2 separate regions of the Sus scrofa genome follow, and region 2 is linked to region 1. The links are chromatin contacts, called in public Hi-C maps. All regions are on one chromosome and are shown on one strand. The core of a region is the stretch at or near the end of the contact, and the rest is flanking DNA. Distances in the headings are between cores, read along the strand shown.

Region 1 (7,546 bases), core at 1,807-4,306:
CTACACCACAGCTCATGGCGAAGGCCAGATCCTTAACCCACTGAGCAAGGTCAGGGATCAAACCTGTGTCCTCATGAAGACTAGTCAGACTTATTTCCGCTGAGCCATGACAGGAACTCCCGCCAGTCTTTCTTAAAGTCTTCAAAAAATTGAAAAAAAGGAAAAACTTTATTATCATTATTATTATTTGCTTTTTAGGGCCGCATTGTGGCATAGGACGTTCCCAGGCTAGGGGTCCAATCAGAGCTACAGCTGCTGGCCTATGCCACAGCCACAGCAACACCAGATCCGAGCCATGTCTGCAACCTACACCACAGCTCAGGGCAACGCTGGATCCTTAACCCACTGAGCAAGGCCAGGGATCGAACACACAACCTCATGGTTCCTAGCCGGATTTCTTTCTACTGAGCCACGACAGGAAATTTAAGGTCTGCTTTTTGTTTGTTTGTTCTGTTTGTCTTTTAGGGCCCCACCCAAGGCACATGGAAGTTCCTAGGCTCTGGGTCCAATTGGAGCTGTAGCTGCTGCCCTACGCCAGAGGCACAGCAACTTGGGATCTGAGCTTTGTCTGTGACCTACACCACAGCTCATGGCAATGCCAGATCCTTAACACACTGAGCAAGGCCAGGGATCGAACCCATGTCTTCATGGAGACTAGTCAGGTTCGCTAACCACTGAGCCACGATGGGAACTTCCAAGGTCTGCTTTTTAAAAAATTAAATATACTTTTTAAAAAATTAAACACCACGAGCATTTTACTTATGTATATATCACACTGGCCCATATTTGAGGCAAAGTTAGAAGAAATGAAAAAATTCAACTTGTCTTTTCAGGGATAGAGAGTATGGAGGCTTCTTGGAACCTATATGGGTGCAGGCTTCAGTCGGCTCTGCACCTGCTGTATGCGGCTGCTCCTTTACAGAGGTTTTTCTAGAAAAAAGAACACATACGATTGGAGGTAAGTAAAAACACTACTTCCAAACTCCTAAGAGTTCTGAGTTTATAAATACTTCATTTTATGAGACATTAATCTTTTTTTTTAAACATCTTATTGAAGCATATTATAGTATTAAACTCATTTAAAAAACCAGTACTGTAGTTCCCATTGTGGCTCAGCGGAAATGAATCTGACTAGTATCCCTGAGGACGCAGGTTTGATCCCTGGCCTTTCTCAGCAGGTTAAGGATCCAGTGTTGCCATGGGCTGTGATGTAGGTCACAGACGCGGCTCGGATCTGGGGTGGCTGTGGCTGTGGTCAGTAACTACAGCTCCAATTTGACTCCTAGCCTGGGAAGCTCCACATACTGCAGGAGGAGCCCTAAAAAGACAAAAAAAAAAAAAAATAAATAAATAAAAATAAAAAAAAAAAAGAAAGCAATTACTGCAGAACTCTGGGACAGAAGTCATGAAAGTATCTCCTTCCAGAAGATGCTCCTAGAGCAAGGCTTTAAACTTAGGAGTGACCACACAACCTCAGGACAGCAAGAATTAGGGAAAATAGGCATTTCACAGTTGGAACTAAATAGCAAGGAGGCATTTCGCAGGCTGTAACAGACCTATTGCTTTTAAAGTCTCCTCAGTGATTATCTGACACTAAGGCCACTGGTCTACTACATTATAGAGTGTCTGCTATTTCAGGGTCTGGTCCATGAAACCTGTCACTGGTGGGAAAATGATAAAGGGGAGCCTCAGGTAGTGAAACCACTTTGAGGGGGTCAGAGTCAGAACTACCTGTTAAGGAACTCTATCTACTCCCTAAAAGGGAGCTCCAGTGAGGGTCTCCGCTTACAACGCAGCCCTATTTCTCCCAGAAAAGCAGTAATCCCAGCGAGTCGTGGGGTCAATCTGCCACCTTTCTAACTTTCTCAGAATTAGGACTCCACTCCTTATGAACAACTGCAAGTCTGGAGAGTTATTTTCTAAGTTAATTAAAGATACCAATGCGATTAAAGCTGAGAGAGCAGGAGATCATTTCTAAAACTTGGTGACTACACCCAGCACACAGTCTAGTTCCTTTCTCCATTTGGGACAAATGGCTTCTGCTCACCATCCTCCCTCCCAGATGCACCCCGACGTCTACTGCCTGCCTACTCTTCAGTCTGCAGCCACCTCCGCCAGGGCACCGGTCCCACCTTTGGGTGACTGCCCCTGGGACCAGGACGAGACTCTTGGGGTGGCCACACCCCAGGGATGAGACCTCCTCTGGTGACCGTCTCTCAAGGGACTGGATGTGGCTTCCTTGAGGGGATGATACCCCAAGGTCAGGCTGAGGTCTCCTCGGGGTGACCAGCTCCTGGGGATGGACGCGGATTCCTCAGGTGACTGACTCCTGGAGACGGGAAGGGGCCTTCTCTGGGTGACCAGTCCACGGGGGCGCGAGAGGGCCTCCTTGGAATGACCGGCGCAGGGGATGACAATGGGGCTTTCTTATGGCCATCGGCGACGGGCCGGGCCTCCTCCTCGAGGCGACCAGCTTTCAGGATGAGAACTCTTCAGGGTGATCGGATCCCGAGGACACAACGTGGCCTCCTCGGGGTGAGCGGTTCGCAGCGGGGCCGGGAAAGGGATTGTCCGACTGGCTTCCGCGGACAAGACCGTCTGGGGTGACCGTACCCCAGGGATGCGAGGAGGCTTCCCCGGTGACAGCTCTAGGGGTCATAAAGCGGAGGAGGTGAGGCCGCCGCCCCGAGGCCTCCCGGAAGCTCGCGCAGACCCCGCGCACCGCCTGGGCCGGGCGCCCCTCCCGCGGGCCGGGGATCGTGTGGGTAGGGGTCTCAGGCTCCGGCTGCCCGCCCCGCCCCGCGGCACCGCCTCTTCCGCCGGCCCGCGGACGTCAGCCGTCGCCGCCCCGCCCCGCCCCGCCCCGCCGCTGCCGCCGCCGCCGCCCGCGCGAGGCCGCCTCCGCCTGGCCTGGGCCTGGAGCGGCGCACGGCGCAGGTCCCTCCCCGCCATGGCCCTGGGAGGCGGCAGCACATGGCGGCCGCAGCGGCCATGAGCGCGCCCGCGGCCCGGCCCGGCCCCCCCTAGAGCCCGCCCCCGGCCCCGGCCCCGGCTCGCGCCACGGCCCCGCCGCCCCCGGCCCCGCCGCCCCGCCGCCCCGCGCCCGCCGCCGCCGCCGCCATGGGCGTGCAGGGCTTCCAGGACTACATCGAGAAGCACTGCCCGAGCGCCGTGGTGCCGGTGGAGCTGCAGAAGCTGGCCCGGGGCAGCCTGGTGGGCGGCGGGCGGCAGCGGCCCCCGCACACGCCGCTGCGCCTGCTGGTGGACGCCGACAACTGCCTGCACCGCCTCTACGGCGGCTTCTACACCGACTGGGTGAGCGGCGGCCAGTGGAACCACATGCTCGGCTACCTGGCCGCGCTAGCCAAGGCCTGCTTCGGCGGCAACATCGAGCTCTTCGTCTTCTTCAACGGCGCGCTCGAGAAGGCGCGGCTGCACGAATGGGTCAAGCGGCAGGGCAACGAGCGCCAGACGGCGCAGCAGATCGTCAGCCATGTCCAGAACAAGGGCACCCCGCCGCCCAAGGTCTGGTTCCTGCCACCCGTCTGCATGGCGCACTGCATCCGCCTGGCGCTCATCCGCTTCCACGTCAAGGTGCGGCCCGCTGAGAGGGCGGGCGGGCTGGCCGGGGTCGGTAGGGGCCGACGGGCCGGCCAGGGGCAGGGTTGGAAGCCCGGGCCGGCCGGGGTCGCTTCAATTCAGGGTCAGGGTGGGCCGGGATCTGGAGTCCGCGGTCAGAGTTGGACTGGAGTCTGGAGTGGGCGGGTGGTCTGGGGTCCGGGCCTGGGTCTGAGTCTGGAGCCCGGGGCCGAGTCCGAGTCTGGAATCTGCGTTTGGGCCGGGGTTGGGATCTGGGGTCTCTGCGGGCCAGGAGCTGAAGTTGGAGCCGGGCTGGGGCCGGGGCCCCGGTGGGGGTCTGGGCCCCGGGGACCGCAGGTTCCTCTCCCCTCCTGGTCTGTCTGACGGACCTGCTGCAAAATGGACGCGCGGCCTGGAGTCCGGCCGGCGGCTGCGAGTGCCCGGGATCTGGGGGCCTGGGTTGCCCCAGGCGGTAGCTGCAAGCTCGGAGGGCACAGTGCCGCCCTTGCTGAGATCCCGCGTATTCCTCCACTCTTTAAAGCTCCTAACGTCAACTTTCATGAGACATTCGTTTTCGAATTTCGCAAGACTTGAACAGCAACAGGTTTTTTTGTGGGAGCAGGTGGGCTGGCTGGCAACAGGAAGGGGTCTCCATCCATTGAGGGTGGATTGAAGTTCTGCCTACTGCGGTCACTCCGGCTCAGCTGGGGGCAGTGACCTGGGCAAGGCCTGAGGAATTGGTCTCTTCTTGAGAACTCAGGCCTGGGTCCAGGTTCCCTGTAAGATGGTAGTTTTTCGAGAAATTGGTTTTTGTGTGCATTAGATTTCAAAGAGCCATAAAGTTTGACATGGAATTCTGTTAGTTCTGTACTGAGAGTCTGCGTGAAAAAGTCTTTGGTTCTGTGTATGTGATGTGAAACGAGTAGCTTAAAAGTCAGGGCGAAGAGAATGTGAATCAGAGTTTCCAGGATTTATTTCTCTGCACAGTGAAGAGTCTGCCACTTTGGGCTGTGCACTCAGGTAATCAGAGCTTCGACTGTCCAGCACTCTGCTGTCCATTTGGCAGAAGGCTCCTCCCTGAACTCAGGCCAAGGAGTGCTTCAGGACCCAGCAGTGATGGCAGAGATTACATGCAAATCAATGACCCTTGACTTGAGTTTCGATTGCTTCCTTTTCCACAGTGGTTCTTTTAAAAATTTTGGGGGGGGCTGTTTTGGTTTTCTGACTGCTGCCACTCTGCCTTCCAATGTGTTTGTCCTTCCTTTATTTCTGCTTGAAACTGTGCCTGATCCCAAAGTTTGTGAAATTCGAACTTCCTGACTGCTCTGCCTGTGCTGAGATGGTGGGGGTTAAGCCTAAAGTGATAGCGGAAGTCCCACCCGCCTCCTGTTGCAATTGGTGACAGGGCTGCTAAGTCTGCCGGTTGAGGCTGCTGCGAGAGCGTGGATTGGCCTGTGAGTGTGGCAGAGACCTAGCCTGCGTCCCTGGGGAAGTTCGGGTGAGAGCCGGGGACTGCCGCTGCTCTGCCCTGGAGCCTGTGCTCCCTGGAAAGTAAAACAGTACTGATTCCCAGGTGTGGTCCACCTTCAGATGATACCTTAAGAGGGTTAACAGTTGTCCAGAGATGGAAATTACTATTGAAAAGACTACGAGCTGTCTAGTAACGTGGCTTTCAGAAGAACACCTGAAATATTACTTAGGATTAGATTCAGTGTGTATACATGGTCGCTGTATCTGTTGAAAGGATGGCTGAATTCTTTTTTTTTTTTTTTTTTTTAATCTTTCCTAGGGCTGCTCCCTCGGCATATGGAGGTTCCCAGGCTAGGGATCTAACCTGAGCTGTAGCCGCCGGCCGATGCCAGAGCCACAGCAACGCGGGATCCAAGCCACGTCTGCAACCTACACCACAGCTCACAGCAACGCCGGATCCCCAACCCACTGAACAATGCCAGGGATCAAACCCGCAACCTCATCGTTCCTAGTTGGATTTGTCAACCACTGAGCCACGACGGGAACTCCCTGAATTCTTTTTTCATTGTAAAATTAGATTGTAAAATTTCTTGATATTTGTGCCTCTGCTCACTGCTCACTTTTACCTACTAAGTGCTCAGAATTTTGACCAGATCTTCCACTTAGGTTTCTGAATTCAAGGTAATTTTGTCTACAATTATTTTGCTTCAGATAGGCTTTTAACTTCTGATGTAGAATTACAATGTAGTACAGTTGTACACTTTAATATAGCAAGGACTCAATTCCCTGGTGGACACTTACCTGGCAGCTCACCTTTTTGGAAAATGCCAAAGAAATTTAAATGAAAGGTCAGGAAGTTTTGGTATTGTGACCCCAAAAGAAAAAAAAAGGCTTTCTCTTTTCTCATTGAAAAATCAGATTTTCTCCCTGTAGACTTCTCTTTCCTTTGGAGATGTAATTCTGATAAACTTAGTTATCTATTTCTAAACGCAGCTTGAGAGAAGGGTGCAGAGGAAAGTCTGCCAGAGGTAGGCGCACCATTAATAGCAAGAAGTGACACTTCACAAGGGAGAAGATAGAAAAAGCTATAAAAAGCACACATAATTCTGGAGCTCCTTGAGAAGAAAGAAAACAACCCTATGTACTTCAGTAGCCCCTGAGGGTGTGGATTCGATGTGTATAAGGATTTTCTTTTTTCTTTTTTTCTTTTTTTTTTTTTTTGTCTTTTTGGCATTTCTTGGGCCGCTCCCGCAGCATATGGAGGTTCCCAGGCTAGAGGTCTACTTGGAGCTGTAGCTGCCAGCCTCCGCCAGAGCCACAGCAACACGGGATCCGAGCCGCGTCTGCAACCTACACCACAGCTCACGGCAACGCCGGATCGTCAACCCACTGAGCAAGGGCAGGGTTCGAACCCGCAACCTCATGGTTCCTAGTCGGATTCGTTAACCACTGCGCCACAATGGGAACTCCATGTATAGGGATTTTCTATAAGGATGATTTAGAGCTGGAATATTTTAGATTCAGCATTCTCTAAGTGAATGTGAGTGAAGCAGTATGTTCTGTTTTTAAAAGATGACCATTAAAATGGTTAAGTGAATTAAAACCATGGTGGCATATTACTCACTACATACTTGTTAGAATGGCTGAAATACATAATACTGGCAATACCAAGTTAGCTAGCAAGAATGCTGAGCAATCGGAATCATCCCACATGGCTGGTGGGAATGCAAGATGGCATGCCACCCTGAAAACTGCTCCTTTGGTTTCTAAGAAAGTTAATGATGCATTTACCATGTGATCCAGCAGTTATACTATTTTCCTAAAGGAACTGTTGTTCACACAAAAACTTACTTAAATGTTCATAGCAGTTTTATTTATAATAGCTCAAACTGGAAATAACCAAAATATCCTTTAATAGGTGAATAGTTAAGCTATGGTACCATGCAAAACTATTCAACAATAAAAAGGGAGAATACACACAACTTGGATGAGGCTTGTTTTGTTTTGTTTTGTTTTAGGGCCACACCCATGGCATATGGAAGTTCCCAGGCTAGGGGTCAAATCAGAGCTGCAGCTGCCAGCCTACACCACAGCCACAGCAACACCAGATCTGAGCCGAGTCTGCCACCTACATGGCAGCTCATGGCAATACCAGATCCTTAACCCACTGAACAAGGCCAGGAATCAAAACAGTGTCCTCATGGATGCCAGTCAGGTTCGTTAATCACTGAGCCACGATGGGAACTCCTGTATTGGCCTTTTCTAGGGTTCTGTAAAGTGGCAGAAGGGCTTAATTTTCTGTCAGTTTTATTTAATCTTTTTTTTTTTTAATTTTTTAATTTTTTTAATACTTATTTCCCCAATACAGTTTTTTTCCTACTGTACAGCATGGTGACCTAGTTACACATACATGTACATGTTCTATTTTCGCACATTATCATGCTCCATCATAAGTGACTAGACATAGTTCCCAGTGCTACACAGAGAAATCTTTTTT
Region 2 (7,546 bases), core at 2,681-5,180, 460 kb after region 1:
GTAGCATTGTTTATAATACAGAAAAATTTTAAACAACCTTATATCTATAGAGGGCAGTTAAATTATGTGACATCTGTACAGTGGAATATTATGCTGTACGGATACATTAAAATGATACCAATAAAATGATAATGATTCTCTCTCCTTTGCTGGCTTTGAAGAAGTTGCCAGGTTGTCAGTGGGTCAATGGAAAGAACCATGGGTAAGGAACTGAGAGTGGCCTCTAGGAGCTGAGAGCAACCCATTGCTGGCAGTCCGCAAGAAAATGGGAACCTCAGTCTAGAGCTGCAGGGAGATGAATCCTACCAGTAACCCGAGGGAGCTTGGAAGCAGATCCTTCCCTGGTCGAGCTTCTGATGAGACTGCAACCCTGGCCAATACCTGATTGCAGCATGGCAACAAAAATGGTGAGATAGTAACTGTGTGTTATTTTCAAGTCACTAAGTTTGTGGTATTTTGTTATTCAAAGCTGTCTATGTTATATTTAGTAAAAACATAGGTTATGAAACAGTATATAATATGATCTTTTTAAAAATTAAACAGGTTTGAATAAATATTTGTAGATAAATGTCTTGGACAATATAAACCACTTTTATATATTATAGAAAGTATTCTTCATACTTTTCTGCCTTTCTTGAAATCTTTTTTTTTTTTTTTTTTTTTTTTTTTTGGCTTTTTAGGGCTGCACCAGTGCCATATGGAAGTTCCCAGGCTAGAGGTCGAATCGGAGCTACAGCTGCCGGCCTACACCACAGCCACAGCAATGTGAGCTCCAAGCCACATCTGTGACCTACGCCACAACTCATGGCAATGCCTGAACCTTAACCCACTTAGAGAGGCCAGGGATCGAACCTACAACCTCATGGTTCCTAGTTGGATTCGTTTACACTGCCCTAGAACAGGAAATCCCTGAATTTTTTTTTGATAAACATATATCTTATAATTAAAGATAAATGTATTCCCATTTTCAAAGAAAAAAAATCAAAACCTTGGGAGAAGAGTGCATCTGTGATGGTGTCATTTTTTTTTCTTTTTCTTTTCTTTATTTTGCTTTTTAGGGCTGCACCCATGGCATATGGAGGTTCCCAGGCTAGGGATCCAAACGGTACAGCTGCTGGCCACAACCACAGCCACAGCCACAGGATCCAAGCCGAGTCTCTGAACTACACTGCAGTTCACGGCAATGCTGGGTCCTTAAACCACTGAGCAAGGCCAGGGATTGAACCCGCAACCTCATGGTTACTAATCGGATTCATTTCCTCTGTGCCACAATGGAAACTCCTTTTCTTTTTAGGGCCGCACCTGTGGCATAGGGATGTTTCCAGGCTTGGGGTCAAATCAGAGCTGCAGCTGCCAGCCTACACCACAGCCACAGCAGCACCAGAGCTGGTACTGCAACCTACACCGCAGCTTGTGGCAAAGCTGGATCCTTTAACCCACTGAGCAAGGCCAGGGATCAAACCCAAATCCTCACTAATACCAGTCAGATTCTTAACCTGCTGAACCACAATGGGAACTCCAGTGGTGTCATTCTTGTGTCATAATGATGCAACATTTTTGGGGGAAACTTGGAACATTATTGAAATTCATTTATTTAAAGATAATTAACAATTTTTTTCACTAAGGTAATCTGTAGATATGCGTAAACATGCCTGTCTTAGACTAAGGGATAAAATGAAAAAAAACTGCAATCAGAGCTTTTGCACTACTAAAAATAGCTCATATTAAATTTAGACACTTGCATTATGGCTTATTTCAAACACACTGCTAGTGATTATAAGGAAACAAAATCACAACTTGAATAACTGCTATGCCAGAACATTCATTCTACCCAGTAACAGAATACTTGAGTTAGACTAACAGGACAAGTTCTTCAATAAGAGCAGCACTTACTGTTCAAGAGTAATTGTCAGTTTATCTCCCTTACAGTAGATGGATTCAGAGAGACAGTCAAACAGAGGCTAAGATGTATTACTGAGGAGAACACAACTGGAGATGGTGCCATGGAATAAATTGTTTCAGTATTAACTAAAGAAAGCATTTGGTGAAAAGTTAGACATATGGCTTAAACATTCATATTTTTATCAAAAATTTTCACCCTTCCTTCCTTCATTCTTTCTTTTTTGGTGACACATGGAGTTCCTGGCCAGGGATTAGATCTGAGTCGCAGTTGCTACCTACACTGCACCCAGATCCTTTAACCCACTGTGCTGGGCTCTGGATCGAAGCTTTGTCCTGAAGCTGCAAAGACTCTGCTGATCCCACTGCAGCAAAGCAGGAACTCCCAGAATTTTCTTTTTAGTGCTCTGAGCCATAAAGTGATCTACTGAGCTAGGTCTAATCACACATCAGTTTTCAGAGATTCAAATCTGGGAAGCAAATAAATGGGGGGGGGTGTAAAAAAAAAGACTGAGTATTAAAAAACAAAAATGCTTAAATAACTATCATTTTAATGTAACCTAACTTGTAACCTTTTTATTCCTTAAGAAAAAACATCATTTTGAAAGTGTTGCCAGAAATATCAGTTAGTGAAAATAAAGTTCTCTTGCAAGTGGCTCTCTTAGTGGTCCTACAAGAATTTAAGAACAAAGCTCTGTTTTTAGTCCATATCACCCACAAAATTGTATCAACAATATTGTTCCTTATCATGAACACAATGAAACTTTTACTCCTATGGTGGCTGTAAAATGAGAGAAATTATGTTAGCATGTGAAGTCTATTTTACTTTCACCATCACAAAACCTTCTACTCTAAAACTCCCCATTTTATTCTTTAAGAATGACTCAGGGAATTCCCGTCTTAGTGCAGCAAAACAAATCTGACTAGGAACCATGAGGCTGAGGGTTCGATACCCAGCCTCGCTCAGTTGGTTAAGGATCCTGCGTTGCGGTCACCTGCGGTGTAGATTGCAGACCTGCGTGGCTCGGATCTGGCATTGCCGTGACTCTGGCATAGGTCCGCAGCAACAGCTCCGATTCCACCCCTAGCCTGGGAACCTCCATATGCTGCGGGTGAGGCCCTAAAGACAAAAAAAAAAAAAAAAAAAAAAAAGAAAGAAAAAGAAAAAATTACTCAGACTCACAGGAATAAATTTGATACCTAATTTTCATTTTGTCCTTCCTTCTTCAATATTTTGATTAGAAAGCCAGAATTATTTGGCAAGAGATGTAAAACTACTTAAAATTAGGGTTTATATGTAGTATTATATGTAGTATTCATTTTTTAAAATAATGCACCTTTGATTTAAACAGATCAAAAGTGAAGTGCACCAAGTGCAGCCTTAGCTTCTGCATACTATTCCTGGGGAGGACGGAGGATCAAAGCGAGACCTGATTATCTCTCCTTCACCAGGCCATTTAGTGGCATCTCTACATGGTGGATAATGTGAATTGGTATTCACCAGTTCCATTCCATCTACCTTTTGGCTGGGGATGTGGCAACTACACTTCCCATATTCCCTTTAAGTTATGTTCTTGTGTGAGTGAGGATTTTGAGACGTGGAGCTGGAAGTGAGGCACGGGTTTTCTACCTTCCCCGTCAGCTCTTTCTACCAGGAAGCGGAGTCGTGGATATGTTAAGGTTTTTCTACACAGTTCGCCAGTATTCCTTCTCCATCCTGGGGGACTAGAGGTTATTACAGCAACTGCAGCAACAGCACCCACTGGCTTTCCATGCCTGGATCATCGCTAACGGGCGTCTTGAGATCCTTCTCCTACCGAACTGCGGCGTGGCCCGCAGAGAGCACCTGGAGTCAGAGCCGGACTTCAGTTACAAGCAGCCACGCAGAACCAAGGCAGGGCCCACCCAACACGCTCAGACCCCCGCCCCCTCTAGCGGCCCAGCAGTCCGCCCGCGCCGCAGTAGCCAGCTCACCCCGCCGCCCGCAGCCGGCTCTGAAAGCGCCGGGAGCAGCCAGTCGCGTCACGGACCGTCTCGAGCTTCCATTGGCCAGCTCGCGTCACATGCGGAAGCGCGCAGCGGCGATTGGTGCGGCGCGAGGCGTCGGGGGGCGCCGGCACAGCGGAGGAGCGTCGCTTCATCTCCGAGCGCCTGGCTGCGGTGAGTGGCGGGCGGGCTGGGGGATTGCGGCGTTGCGGTTGCCGTGGGGGCGGCGGAGCCTCCGGAACGCCCTGGCGTTCGGTTGAGGCTGGGATCAGCCAGGCCAGCAGCCCGGGGCGAGTGGGGCGGGGCCGGCGGGGAGGCTGCAAAACTGACCCGCTCTCCGGCTGCGAGGGCTCCGGATGCCGATGCCGAGCAGGGCTGGAGGCGCGCGACCTGCGGTTAACACAGCTGCGCCAGAGACTCCAGCTGCGTCCTTAACGTCCGGTTCCTCACGTGGTGAGTGTTGGAGGATACCTCCATGAGCGGGATTGGCCTGGGTTTTGGAGCTGCAGCGCAGGGGCGCGAGAGACCGCCCTCGGCTTCCGCCGGCCCCCGCCCAGGACCCGACCTGATCTCTAGAAGCTGAATGTGGGCATTCTCCTGTAGAAGCTCCAGTTTTCTAAGTGTTAGGAACTAATTCGAAGTAAATAAGTAAACACAGTGGGAGCCAGACCATCACTTTGTGACTCTGACGTGGACCTAATTCTGCTCCTAATTTGTGCAGTGCTCTTGACCAAGTCACCTCTCCGTAGGATGGACGTTTTCAACATGAGTAATAGTGCTCATATTTGGGGGGGGGGGGGGGCGCGGCAAAAGGTTTGTTCTTTCCAAAGGGCCACAGAACATGAGCAGATGCACCCACTATCTGTGGCGTTAAAATGTTAATGGAAGCTGAGAAAATGTCTAAAGGGCTCCTAGGGAAAACGGGGAAAAAAGATGAGAAACACTGCTTTAAGGGAAGAGAAACATTTCCGTGATAGTTGTATGTATTAAAAGATTAAAACAAACTGGCGTTCATAGACTGAGTTGGAAGAATGTCAGAGGCCATCTAACTATTAGAAAAGTTTTGTGACATCACACAGATACACTCGTAATTTTACTTGGTCTCTAAAACAAACTGGCATTCCACTTTATATAATGAGAAAATCGAGGGTCTTCCTGCAGTCAGAGCTATTAAATTGAAGACCTGGAATTTAAACTCAAGTCTCTGTGGCTACAAACCAGGGATCAAACCCGCAACCTCGTGGTTCCTAGTCGGATTCGTTTCTGCCGTGCCAGAACGGGAACTCCAAGATCTTGCCTTTTATTCTTTTCTTTTCTTTTTTTTTTTTTTTTTTTTTTTTTTTTTTGTCTTTTTGGCTTTTATGGGGCCGATCCCGCGGCATAAGGAGGTTCCCAAGCTAGGGGTCGAATCAGAGCTGTAGCCACCAGCCTACGCCAGAGCCACAGCAACACGGGATGGGAGCAGCGTCTGCAACCTACACCACAGCTTAGGGCAACGCCAGATCCTTAACCCACTGAGCAAGGGCAGGGATGGAACCTGCAACCTCATGGTTCCCAGTCGGACTCGTTAACCACTGCACCACAACAGGAACTCCATTGCCATTTTTTTAAGTTCTCTTTTTTTTTTTTTCTCGGTAGTGTTCTGCAGTTTTCAGTATACAGCCTTTTCACATCTTTTGTCAGATGTAGCCCTAAATATTTAATACTTTTTGATACTGTTATAAATGTGTTTTCTAATTTTAGTTTTATAATTTATGGTTATTGTATAAAATATTAGTTTTTGAGTGTTAATTATATACACTGTAACCTTAACTTACTCCTAGTAGATTTTTTTAAATAAATTGCATCAGATGTTCTACATAGAGGATATGTCACCTCCGTATAAAGATAATCTTGTCTCCATACTGTATTGAGTAAAAGTGGTGAGACTAGACATACTTGTCTCAGTGGGGGAAATACCTTGAATTGAATGAACTTTCAACATATCAAAAACTTGTAGGCCACCTAAAGCAGTGCTGAAAGAGGATGCAAGGCTGGTTTAATATTTGAAAATTAGTTAATGTAACTCACCAAATTAACAGGTTTATGAGACAAAAGTCACACGGTTGTATCAGTTGATGCAGAGAAAGTATTGGACACAATTCAACACTGACTCATTATTTTAAAAACTCTAAGAAAGTTACAAATAGAGGGGGAACTGCCTCAACTTGAAAAGAATATTTTTTTTCTTATTTATTTTATTCTATTCTGTTCTATCCTATTTTATTTTTTTTTTTTTTTTTTTTTTTTAATTTTATTTTCCCACTGTACAGCAAGGGGGTCAGGTTATCCTTACATGTATACATTACAATTACAGTTTTTCCCCCACCATTTCTTCTGTTGCAACATGAGTATCTAGACATAGTTCTCAATGCTATTCAGCGGGATCTCCTTGTAAATCTATTCTACGTTGTGACTGATAAGCCCAAGCTCCCGATCCCTCCCACTCCCTCCCCCTCCCATCAGGCAACCACAAGTCTCTTCTCCAAGTCCATGATTGATTTTCTTTTCTGAGGAGATGTTCATTTGTGCTGGATATTAGATTCCAGTTATAAGTGATGTCATATGGTATTTGTCTTTGTCTTTCTGGCTCATTTCACTCAGTATGAGATTCTCTAGTTCCATCCATGTTGCTGCAAATGGCATGATGTCATCCTTTTTTATGGCTGAGTAGTATTCCATCGTGTATATATACCACATCTTCCGAATCCAATCCTCTGTCGATGGACATTTGGATTGTTTCCATGTCCTGGCTATTGTGAATAGTGCTGCAATGAACATGCGGGTGCATGTGTCTCTTTTAAGTAGAGCTTTGTCCGGATAGATGCCCAAGAGTGGGATTGCAGGGTCATATGGAAGTTCTATGTATAGATTTCTAAGGTATCTCCAAACTGTTCTCCATAGTGGCTGTACCAGTTTACATTCCCACCAGCAGTGCAGGAGGGTTCCCTTTTCTCCACAGCCCCTCCAGCACTTGTTACTTGTGGATTTATTAATGATGGCCATTCTGACTGGTGTGAGGTGGTATCTCATGGTAGTTTTGATTTGCATTTCTCTTATAATCAGCGATGTTGAGCATTTTTTCATGTGTTTGTTGGCCATCTGTATATCTTCCTTGGAGAAATGTCTATTCAGGTCTTTTGCCCATTTTTCCATTGATTGATTGGTTTTTTTGCTGTTGAGTTGTATAGGTTGCTTGTATATTCTAGAGATTAAGCCCTTGTCAGTTGCATCATTTGAAACTATTTTCTCCCATTCTGAAAGTTGTCTTTTTGTTTTCTTTTTGGTTTCCTTTGCTGTGCAAAAGCTTTTCAGTTTGATGAGGTCCCATGGGTTTATTTTTGCTCTAGTTTCTATTGTATCCTATTTTATTTTAACTTTTTTTTTTTTCAGGGGCGCACCTGCGGCATATGGAAGTTCTGAATCAGAGCTGCAGCTGCCTGCCTACACCACAGCCACAGCAACACAGGATCCAAGCCACGTCTGCAACCTAGACCACAGCTCACAGCAATGCGGGATCCTTAACCTACTGAGTGAGGCCAGGGATCGAATCCACATCCTCATGGATACTAGTTGGATTTGTTTCCACTGCACCACAATAGGAACTCCTATTTTTTTTTTT

What was found. Hi-C and Micro-C count contacts between places; a contact is called where the count stands out from the background.
Region 2: a contact with region 1 is called in a Hi-C map of liver, with 4 times the contacts expected there. The contact joins the promoter of PTPDC1 here to the promoter of FAM120A in region 1. A contact is called at or near these places in 1 of 5 promoter capture datasets (fetal liver), 1 of 47 Hi-C or Micro-C datasets (liver) and 1 of 2 datasets of contacts at active chromatin or transcription factors (alveolar macrophages).

The regions. Positions count from the first base shown.
Region 1 is chr3:42,858,538-42,866,083 of Sscrofa11.1, forward strand. It overlaps FAM120A (constitutive coactivator of PPAR-gamma-like protein 1), which reads left to right and starts at 3,057. Exons shown (of 19, transcript XM_021088177.1): 1 at 3,057-3,594. The coding sequence starts at 3,121. LOC102158199 (a long non-coding RNA gene) reads right to left here and starts at 2,824. Exons shown (of 2, transcript XR_302257.2): 1 at 2,133-2,824; 2 at 738-930.
Region 2 is chr3:43,317,461-43,325,006 of Sscrofa11.1, forward strand. It overlaps PTPDC1 (protein tyrosine phosphatase domain-containing protein 1), which reads left to right and starts at 3,931. Exons shown (of 10, transcript XR_002342485.1): 1 at 3,931-4,059.